2 separate regions of the Danio rerio genome follow, and region 1 is linked to region 2. The links are chromatin contacts, called in public Micro-C maps. All regions are on one chromosome and are shown on one strand. The core of a region is the stretch at or near the end of the contact, and the rest is flanking DNA. Distances in the headings are between cores, read along the strand shown. Region 1 holds the start of exoc3 (exocyst complex component 3). Region 2 holds the start of zcchc2 (zinc finger, CCHC domain containing 2).

Region 1 (4,955 bases), core at 1,686-4,185, 64 kb before region 2:
GGAGGGCTGCAGCTCTGCTAAGTTTAGTAGCACACTTAAGCTGTGGTCACACTGGACTTTTCTCCCCATTGCCTTCTATTCATACGCACGCGAATGCGTCAGACCGGAAACGCAGGGTCATGCGTCAAGTTTTGCAAATATATGATAAATATGACCTCTCTGGACAGAAATTTAAACACATGGAGCAATCGCTCGCTTTTATTAATGTTATCTTGTTTAATTCCGCCCCTTTTCGCAGCGCCGCACGACATAATTTTGCATTTTCAAACTCTTGTGTATCAAACCAACAAACAAGCCCAAAGCACTCAATTAGTTTGATCAGGTGTGTTTAATTATAGTTGGGACTAAACTGTGCAGAGCTGCAGAGTTTGACACCTATATGATTTGTCTTTGAGTATAATTTTAGGTTTATATATTATATTTCTGGGCCGGATATGAAGTCAAAACTGCAAGATATGAGTTCAATATGTTTTTAGTAGTAAAACTGAAATATGTAAGTTATGGAAAGTTAATGTTAGGACTGCAAGATATCCTATATAGGTCAGATATACAGTCAGAATTGTGTGAGAGTCTATAAACTCATTGTTCCAGGAAATAAAATCCAAGTTTTATTTGATTTATTTAGGTCAGGGATGTTAACTCAGAATTACAAGATAAATATTTAATTTGTTCCTTTATTAATCAAGGGTCACCACAGCGGAATGAACCGCCAACTTATCCAGCATATGTTTTATGCAGCGCATGCCCTTTCAGCGGCAACCCATCACTTGGAAACATCCACACACACTCATTTACACACATACACTACAGTCAATTTAGCTTATTCAATTCACATATACCACGTTTTTGGACTTGTGGGGGAAACCGGAGCACCCGGTGGAAACACGGGGAGAACATGCAAACTCCACACAGAAACACCAACTGACCCAGCCGGGGCTCGAACCAGTGACCTTCCTGCTGTGAGGTCTTTGTGCTACCCACTGCGCTACCGTTCTGGCCCTAAATATTTCATAATACTCAAAATTCATAATTTTTATTAGTAAATCCGACAATATGCTCAGTCTGTACCTCACAAATCTGACTTTTGTTCCATGAATTATTGCAAAACAAAAGTCACAATTACTTTTTTTGTTTTTAAATCCGATTCAGAAATGGACTTCCTTCAGGATATATAAATAAATATATACATATAATAAGCTTTCGACAATTCTAGACTGTTTAATCATGTGCAAAAACTCAGGTTGTTTTCATAGATATTTTTGAGAAGATGATTTGTATTTTATTACTTTTAGGTACAGATTTTGGATGAACGTGAAAAATAAATCTCTTTTGCCCTTTGGAAATCTTCTATTTTGTGTTTGTTAGTATTTTTTTATTGCTCAAATATACATTTATACTGTATATTCTAAATGATTTCTCATCTGCACATAATCCACACTCTCTAGCCACTTTATTAGGTACACCTTACTATACTGGGTTGGACCCTCTTTTGCCTTCAGAATTGCCTTATTCCTTCGTGGCATATAGATTCAACAAGGTACTAGAAATATTCCTCAGAGATTTTGGTTCATATTGACATGACAGCATCACACCGCTGCTGCGTATTTGTCGGCTGCATATCTACGATGCAAGTCTCCAGTTCCAGCACATCCCAAAGGTGCTCTATTGAACTGAGGTCAGGTGACTGTGGAGGCCATTTAATTATAGTGAACTCAGTGTCATGTTCAAGAAACCAGTCTAAGATTCGCTCTTTATGACATGACGCGTCATCCTGCTGGAAGTATCCATTAGAAAATGAATACACTGTGGTCATAATGGGATGGACATGATTAGCAGCAATACTCAGGTAGGCTGGCATCCCCCACACCATTACACCACCAGCCTGAATCGTTCTGTCACAACAAAAATCAAGATTCATCAGACCAGGCAACGTTTTTCCAATCTTTTATTGTCCAAATTTGATGAGCCTGTGTGGATTGTAGCCTCAGTTTCCTGTTATTAGCTGACAGGAGTGGCACCCGGTGTGGTCTTCTGCTGCTGTAGCCCATCTGCCTCGAGGTTTGACGTGTTCAGAGATGCTCTTCTGCATATCTCGGTTGTAACGAGTGGTTATTCGAGTTACTGTTGCCTTTCTATCAGTTGAAGCCATTCTCTGACCTCTGACATCAACAAGCCGGTTGCTCTCACAGAACTGCTGCTCACTGGATATTTTGTCTTTTTTTGAACCATTCTCTGTAAACCCTAGAGATGGTTGTGCGTGAAAATCCCAGTAGATCAGCAGTTTCTGAAATACTCAGACCAGCCGGTTTGGCACCAACCATGCCACGTTAAAAGTGACTTACAAAAAGACTTAAAAGTGACTCCTTTTCTCCCCATTCTGATGCTCGGTTCGAATTGCAGCAGATTGTCTTGACCATGTCTACTACATGCCTATAACTGCATTGAGTTGCTGCCATGTGATTGGCTGATTAGAAATTTGTGTTAACAAACCGTTTACTGGACAGGTGTACCTGTCCAGTGGCTGGTGAGTATTCAACTGAAAATAAAATCGTATTTATCTATTGTTTAATTGCTTAATGTGTGAATGAATGTATAAATAATCATATTTGTCATTTTTCAAGTCCTTTTGATTTATCTGGCAAGTATGCATATGAGATTATAATGTTTTCGCAGTTATGCTGCGTTATCCACTATTAAGAATGTTGTTTATGATCTTCTATTTACCGTTCAGCTGTTTAGCATCCAACACTGCAATTATTTTAGCATTATTATTATTATTATTATTATTCATTTCGTTTTTTTTTTTTTTTTTTTTTTTTAATTATTCATTTCGTTGACCTCGCTGTAATCTGTGAATCTGCGTAAAGTGTGCGCGCAGTTGATACTGTTGGCGCATGCGCACAGCGCCGTCATCTGACTGGTAAGTGGAGGGCGAAACCAGGAAGACGCCGCTGTTATGACAGTAAACGAACAGAATAAACACACATGAAAACACAAAATTAATGAACAGCTTGTAACAACACGCAACTCAGAGAACGAACATCTCGTCTGGGTGAGTACTTTCTCATGACCTTAAATATTTAACGTTAATTATGTAAAACGCGGTGCTATGAATGCTAATGTGCTTAGCAAGGCAACGTTAGCAGTTGTCACTATGGGCCTTCAGCACAAAACAATTATATCTGCAAACAAAACAAATTGCGGCTTTATTTGGGCTTTTTCTTAACCCGTTCCTATTTTGACTGTGTCTAGTATAACTGACTGTTTGTGTTAGTTTGGTTCTGCATGTCTAACCAGCTGCAAACAAACACAAATGCAGTTATAAATACACAGGTTCCTATGTGAATACAGGATTGAGGTAAAGTTGGTTTTGGTTTTGCACATTCGACATGCTCCCTATAATGTTTACCACGCTACTCTGAATATTCGGTCTGAAATCGCGTGTATGATTTAAAAACAACATTAGCACTAGTAACTGTACATATTTCACTATGTCCTAGACTGCTTATATTAGGTGGTTGGACAGACAAAAATTAAAAATAGTCCTGGGTCCAAACCAGATAACTGAATGGCAGATAATTAATTCTTAGGAGCTGGAAATCAGAAGATGCCCCTTCCCTTCAAGTATGGTCAGTAATACTCGCTAAAGTGGTCGCATTTGAAAAAATGTCTTATAAGCAAGTGGAAAAGACAAATCTATATTATAAAAATGGTCCAAGTACTTTACGTGTTTGGAAATGGAACAGTAATAAATGTGTGTGGGATATACTGTTTGTGACAGTGTAAATGTGATATGTTTCTGACTAAATTTATCTATTCATTTTTTATTGTGTTTTATTTAAATTTGATATAAAGATGGAGGCTTTAACTGTAGTGATATCTAGGGCCAGACGGAATCTGTGGACATTTATTGCTATTTCTGTGGAGAATTTTGGTGAAAATCTGCAAATTTCTGCTGAATTGTTTTGGTAGTATCATGACTAAAACATTAATATGTCAAATAAAAAATAATATCTTTTTAACTTTTATTTAATGTTTAAAATGCAAATCCAATTAGATTCACTTGATTTGGTAAACAAAACAAGTCTCTCATGTAATATATTATTTACTAAAAGACAGAAAATATTGCTGTACAAACTGCACTGTACATAAATCAGATGAACATTTTCAGATAAGTCAATAATATTACTGTAATTAATTAAAAACGAAATAAACTTTGATTTACTCAAGTAAATAAACAGAATTAATGATGGGTTGAAAATCTGCGCAATTCTGCGTGCGCAGGTTCTGTGTGGGCCTAGTGATAGCCAAGCCGGGACCTTAAAGTAGTAGTTTGGGATTAGTTTGGGTTGGGTTTGTTAATAGGGTAAAATGTTGATTCTTTACAGAGTTGTATTCTGTGCTCCGTTCTGAAATCTGCCTGGGAATCAATAAAACTGTTAATCACTAACACTGTTGTACTTTGATAGTCATTTGCCTGCTAAAATTATTTCACTATTTACAGTTTGCAAAGAATACTTTTCTGAAATTATATTATAAATGAGAATGTCTGAATGTGCAAATTGTTAATAAATATACTAAAAGCACCTTTGCTGTTTATGCTGTAAAATGTTTCCCAGTTTGTGTTATTTTTATCATTTTATCAGGCTTATAGTTACCAAATAAATCAAAAAAGTAAAACACCCTACAAAATTCATTACTTTGTCTTTTATTTTAACTTGATATACTGAAATACCTGAGACGAAAAAAAATGAATGTTATGTATAACTTATTTTGTACTATTTATGCCCATTTCGATACATGCAACATAGGGCTGCATGATATTGGAAAACTTTAACATTGCAATATATATTTTTTATTTTGCTATGTATATATATATATATATATATATATATATATATATATATATATATATATATATATATATATATATATATATATATATATATATATAT
Region 2 (5,323 bases), core at 853-3,352:
CATGCACCACTTAATGTCTGTTTAAGTGGTGGAACTAGGAAATACTGATGGTCTCCCAATGTAATACCTTGGTATTTTAAAATATAGCATGGTATTAGTGTGAGAAATAATGTAGTTTTGTTGATTCATGATTTTGAAACCCTACATGGCTTCTACTTATTCTGTACATTTACCATGGCATAGTTTTTATAAGAATATCATGACATACATTAATATGTTGTCTTTGGACATTTTATTAGTGACTTTTTCCAATGCATAAATCATGATTTTTTGGGGACATGTACCATAATAATGCATTTTAATACCTTGGTAAGGCTGTAAATATTGTACTCTAACAAATATAGTATATTTAATGTTCTCAAAATGATGGTATTTATACGTTTCTCCATGATTTTTCAATGAAAGCCAAAGTATGAGTGACTTTACGCAAATCAATAAAAAATACCATGTTTTAGACATACCATAGTATTTCCTGGAGTGCCATGTAAATACCATAATAAATGCATTTAAATATTTTGGTGTATAATAAAGAGCCAAATGTTTATCATATTATATTATTAGTATACCATGGTACTTACTTTTCTGTTAGGGTGGTACTCCTAAAAATACCATGGTACTAATGTCATGTTTATGTAGCAATATGATATTCAGAAGACTATGGTTTTATATTATGTTTCTGTACTATATACTGACGACATTAGCATAGTTCTAGTCATGGTGTTCATACATTACTCCATGTTTTTAATAAAAGCCATAGTATGAGTGACTTTAACACAAAAAATTAATAATAACTACCATGTTTTTGGACATAATACCCTAGTAGAACCATAGTATTTCCTGGAGTGATATGTAAATACCATAATACATGCATTTAAATATTTTGGTGTATAATAAAGAAACTAAAGTTTAATCGTTTGATATCATCAGTGTACCATGGTACTTACTTTTCTGTTAGGGTGGTACTCCTAAAAATACCATGGTACTAATGTCTTGCTTTTTTCGCAACATGATATTCATAAGACCATGGTATTTATATTATTTGACTGTTATATATAAACACTGACACTGTTAGCATAGTTCTAGTTTCTTAAACTTACATACAGATATGTTTAATAGTTATTTAACCAATACATGAAAAAGTACCATTCCATCATGTTTATGGACATGATACAATAGTAAGTTGGTAAAATACTCTGGAGTTCCATGTAAATACCCTGGTTGTACCATTTGATGTCGTTATGATATAACGTTAACGTTATAAAGATTGTTTATTTCGAGTACTAGTTCAAACCATATAACTTAATTACAATTTTAGCAAATTTTATTAATGTCAGTGATTTTGAGGTAAATATTGCTACACACCCATCTTTGGAGTCTGTCCAACTGGGCTCGCAGCTCTTCCCGCTGATAGAAACTGAACGCCGGGTGTAGCGAGCCCATGGTGAAGAGCAGCCGCAGCTGATCCACCGTCTCCGGCTCCGGTAGAGCCCCGTACATACCCACGTCCATCCGACTCAACGTCCTGAAGAGAATACAGGCGCATTCCCTGCTCTTGGAGCCGAGCAGAGACAAATACACGAGTAGTTTAGACAACACAACGGGATCGCTTACGTCTACCAGCCCTTCCAAATCGGCGGGGCTGTTGGCCCGGATCTCGAAGTCCCGCAGGACGGTGAAATCTCTCCGGGCCAGATCCTCTAGACAGGCGCCGAGGAAACGCAGCTCTAACGGCTGACACATATGCAGAAGCCCGCAAAGCAACTCCACGCGTCCGGCCGGGTTCAACTGTAGCCCGAACCACTCAAAAACCGCCTCCTTATCGAGCTGAGCCGCCCCGATGCCGCTCTCCCGATCCGCTCCGTTAACGGAATTCAAGTCGCATCGGTAATTTTCTCCTCCCGCCGCTCGCAGCTTCATCTTCATCATTATCAGCTCTCAAACACAATCGTCAGAGATGGAAGTCCATGGATGGTGCTTACCGGCCAATATCTCGGCATCAAAACTCGATGAAATCCCCGTTTTGGGACGGATTTTCGTTTTTAAAAATCGCTGTCGGTAGTCTGACGGTGTGGCTGTGGTCAGTTTGCCAGAGATTACTCGCCTGCCGTGCCTCCAGAATATCCTGTCAATCATCTGTGACTCCGCCCACTCGGTTTATGAGTCCCAGGGTCCTAAACTCACCCCTTCGCTCTTTTTCCCGAATAGAATTGATGTAAGAACGTAGAATTAAATTAATGTAGAATTTAATTCATTTTTATGGAGTGATTTGACTTTAACAAAATATTTCATTATATTATTAAGTTTATTAGTTATTAATGTAGCAACACGTGATTAAATATTATAACTCATATTTTAAGTTATAGATAATATAGAATTGTGAGTGACCTTTTAAAAAAACTACGTAAAAATAAATATAATAAAAGACATACATGTTGTTGGTTAAACTTTGTAATCAAAGTGAATAAATTCTTCCGCTAAATCAAATAGTTCCAGAACAGTGTTCGCTCATCGATACATAATTCAAACGACACATGCCGGGAGAACTACTTTCTTTCCACTCTTTCTAGAATGTCTCGAATTCGTCCAAGTGTTTTTAATGTTGGTTTTGATTGGAGTCTTGCTTGTATCCGTGGTATTAACAAATTTGTGTTGATTTTTACATGTATAAATGCAAATTATTACATACGAACCTGTTAAGTAAGGATTAAAATACCACAACGGTATTGTTTGACGATGAATCTGACAACCATTATAGTTCTGTAAAAACATAGTGGCTTAAAAATGTGGCTTGACATGGCGTCAATATAATATTATGTATCATATAATGTACATTATGTACCTATATTATGTACAATATGAACTATATTAAGTTATGAATCAACAACCATCCTTGCCATCGACTTCCGATAGGAGCTGGTCTTAGCTGGTCAGGCTGGGAGATGGCCAGCTGAAACCAGCCTAGCCACGCTGGGAGCCCCGCCAAAACCAGCTATATCCAGCTTAAACCAGGCTGGTCAAGCTGGTTTTAGCTAGTCATTTCCAGCCTGACCAGCTAAGACCAGGCTGGAAATGGCTGAACATCAGCCTGGAACCACACTGGTCTACCAGCTAAAACCGGACCTGTTTTTTTTTCTGCATGGCGGCCGTGTTGGTTTTGATTGGATTCTTACTTGTATTTGTGTAATAACGAATTTATGTTGATTTTTACACGCATAAATGCAAACAGCCTACATACGAACTTGTTAAATAAGGATTAAAATACCACAAGGTTTACGTTATTGATTGACGACGAATCTGAAACCATTATAGTTCTGTAAAAAAAAAACCCCGGTGGCTTTAAAATCCCCTTGATATGGCGTCAATATAATAACATAGATAATATAAATGTATATCATGTAAATTAGGCTATATACATATATAATGTAAAATATGAGCTTTAAAAAGTCATAAATCCATAACCCCAAGAGTATAGAATACATTTAACGTTAAAGGACTTTAACGTTAAATAACCTTTTATTATTATTATTATTAACTTCAAGAAATAATAAGGACTTCGATAACTTTTGAGTTATCACAGAGACGATGACGTCGTCGCAGGTATTTAATCTCACGTACGTTTTTTCTTATATTTAAAAACCTTTTGGTAGATTTTTTTAAACGATGAATCTTACAAACAACACATTTATATTTGTTTTTATTTTAAAACCCCGTGCAGCTCCTGTTCTGACCACTAGATGTTCCCATAGACTGATTGATGTATGCAAGTTGTACCCTGGTTGTACTCATTAAGTCCACTAGAGGGAGACATTGTATAGCCATAAAGCGATTATTTCAACACTGCTTAATATTTATCATGAACATCTAGAGTTCGCATTCAGCAAATATCATGACCATCCTCCTCTCAATATATGAAGAAAAGCAGAAACATTTCCATTTCCCATTCTTTAGGTGAATCCCACATTTATTTCCAACGCTCTTCCACCGTAGATCCTCCACACAACAAATGCATTGTACTTCATTACATCATATTATAAACACTGCACACCATTGAACCAAACACCTATGCTTCAGTTCAGTTGTTTATGTCTCCTCTATTTTTGTCTAATGTGATTCCTCTGGTACCCGGAGGAGCCCACCTCTGATCCAAAATAGCTCTGCTAATACATAAATGTGTTTGAACAGCGGATCTGTGTGCAAGTCTGTGGTGTACAAATATATACACAGGGACGTTTAGCAAAACAGCTCACAGGTACATACTCCTTCCTCAGGTACTAATGTGGTTGGATGTGCTCCTTTCCTTCTAAACATCTTTTTTTATTCATAAACAGGCCGATGGAGAACGACGGTGGTCCCCAAAGAGTTATTTCCCAGTAATAGGAGTCAAAGCAAGGCGCCAACATCTGTGTTTAAGTATCTGGCCTAAGCTGATGGAAACAAGCTATGTGCTACTGGAAGGATAAGAGTCCTAACACAAAAGACATCGCACAGACATGATGTTAATGTAATGTCAGTGGACTCTTCTAAATAACTCAATGCATGACAGCAGAAAAAAATAAAGAGCTTTTTTGGACTGCGCTATTTGCGGATCGGGCCTAAGGATTGGAGGCTTGGAGCCATTTGGCTTGACTTTCTTTGAAGATGGTTTTGTGGAGGGTTAAGCCCATACTCCTCCCTCTCTCTGATGCCTGTCGCTCTTTCATTCTGCCCAGGAAAGGCAGTACGTCACTGTGGGTGCAGATATAAAATAGTCTGTGGCTGTACCTTGCCATCTGCACACTGTTCCTGCAGCACTGCACTGTAATTCATGTCAGTGATGAGAGCGTTTTTAGCTGTTGTCTTGTAGTGTGTTGGTGGCGACTGGCTGTTTCAACTTGTGGATATCCAGGACATTTTTGGTGAGAGAATTACTTCTTTTTACTTTTCTTTCTTTTACTTGTTGGTTGAAATATTGGATGTTCTAACTGTTTTACTAGTGACAGGGTTCATACGGTCATGAAAATCCTGGAAAAGTCATGGAAATTTGACATGGCATTTTCCAGGCCTGGAAAAGTTTTGGAAAAGTCATGGAAATTAGTTTAACAAATATTTGTATACTTAAATATGGTTTAGTTGTCTTTACTTTATTTCTGTCCATGGCCGAACACATGCTCTCACATTGTTAATGCTTCGTGAGCATTATCTAAATAAAATGTACGTATATATATATATATATATATATATATATATATATATATATATATATATATATATATATATATATACACTGAAAAAAGTGTTGCATGCAGAAGTGTTTCAAATTATTTGTGTTAAATTTAAACAAACA

The links. Hi-C and Micro-C count contacts between places; a contact is called where the count stands out from the background.
Region 1: a contact with region 2 is called in a Micro-C map of caudal fin, with 3 times the contacts expected there. The contact joins the promoter of exoc3 here to the promoter of zcchc2 in region 2. A contact is called at or near these places in 1 of 18 Hi-C or Micro-C datasets (caudal fin) and 1 of 4 datasets of contacts at active chromatin or transcription factors (embryo).

What each region holds. Positions count from the first base shown.
Region 1 is chr2:53,492,366-53,497,320 of GRCz12tu, reverse strand. It overlaps exoc3 (exocyst complex component 3), which reads left to right and starts at 2,935. Exons shown (of 13, transcript NM_212715.1): 1 at 2,935-3,052.
Region 2 is chr2:53,426,840-53,432,162 of GRCz12tu, reverse strand. It overlaps zcchc2 (zinc finger, CCHC domain containing 2), which reads right to left and starts at 2,102. Exons shown (of 14, transcript XM_021471308.3): 1 at 1,363-2,102. The coding sequence starts at 1,926.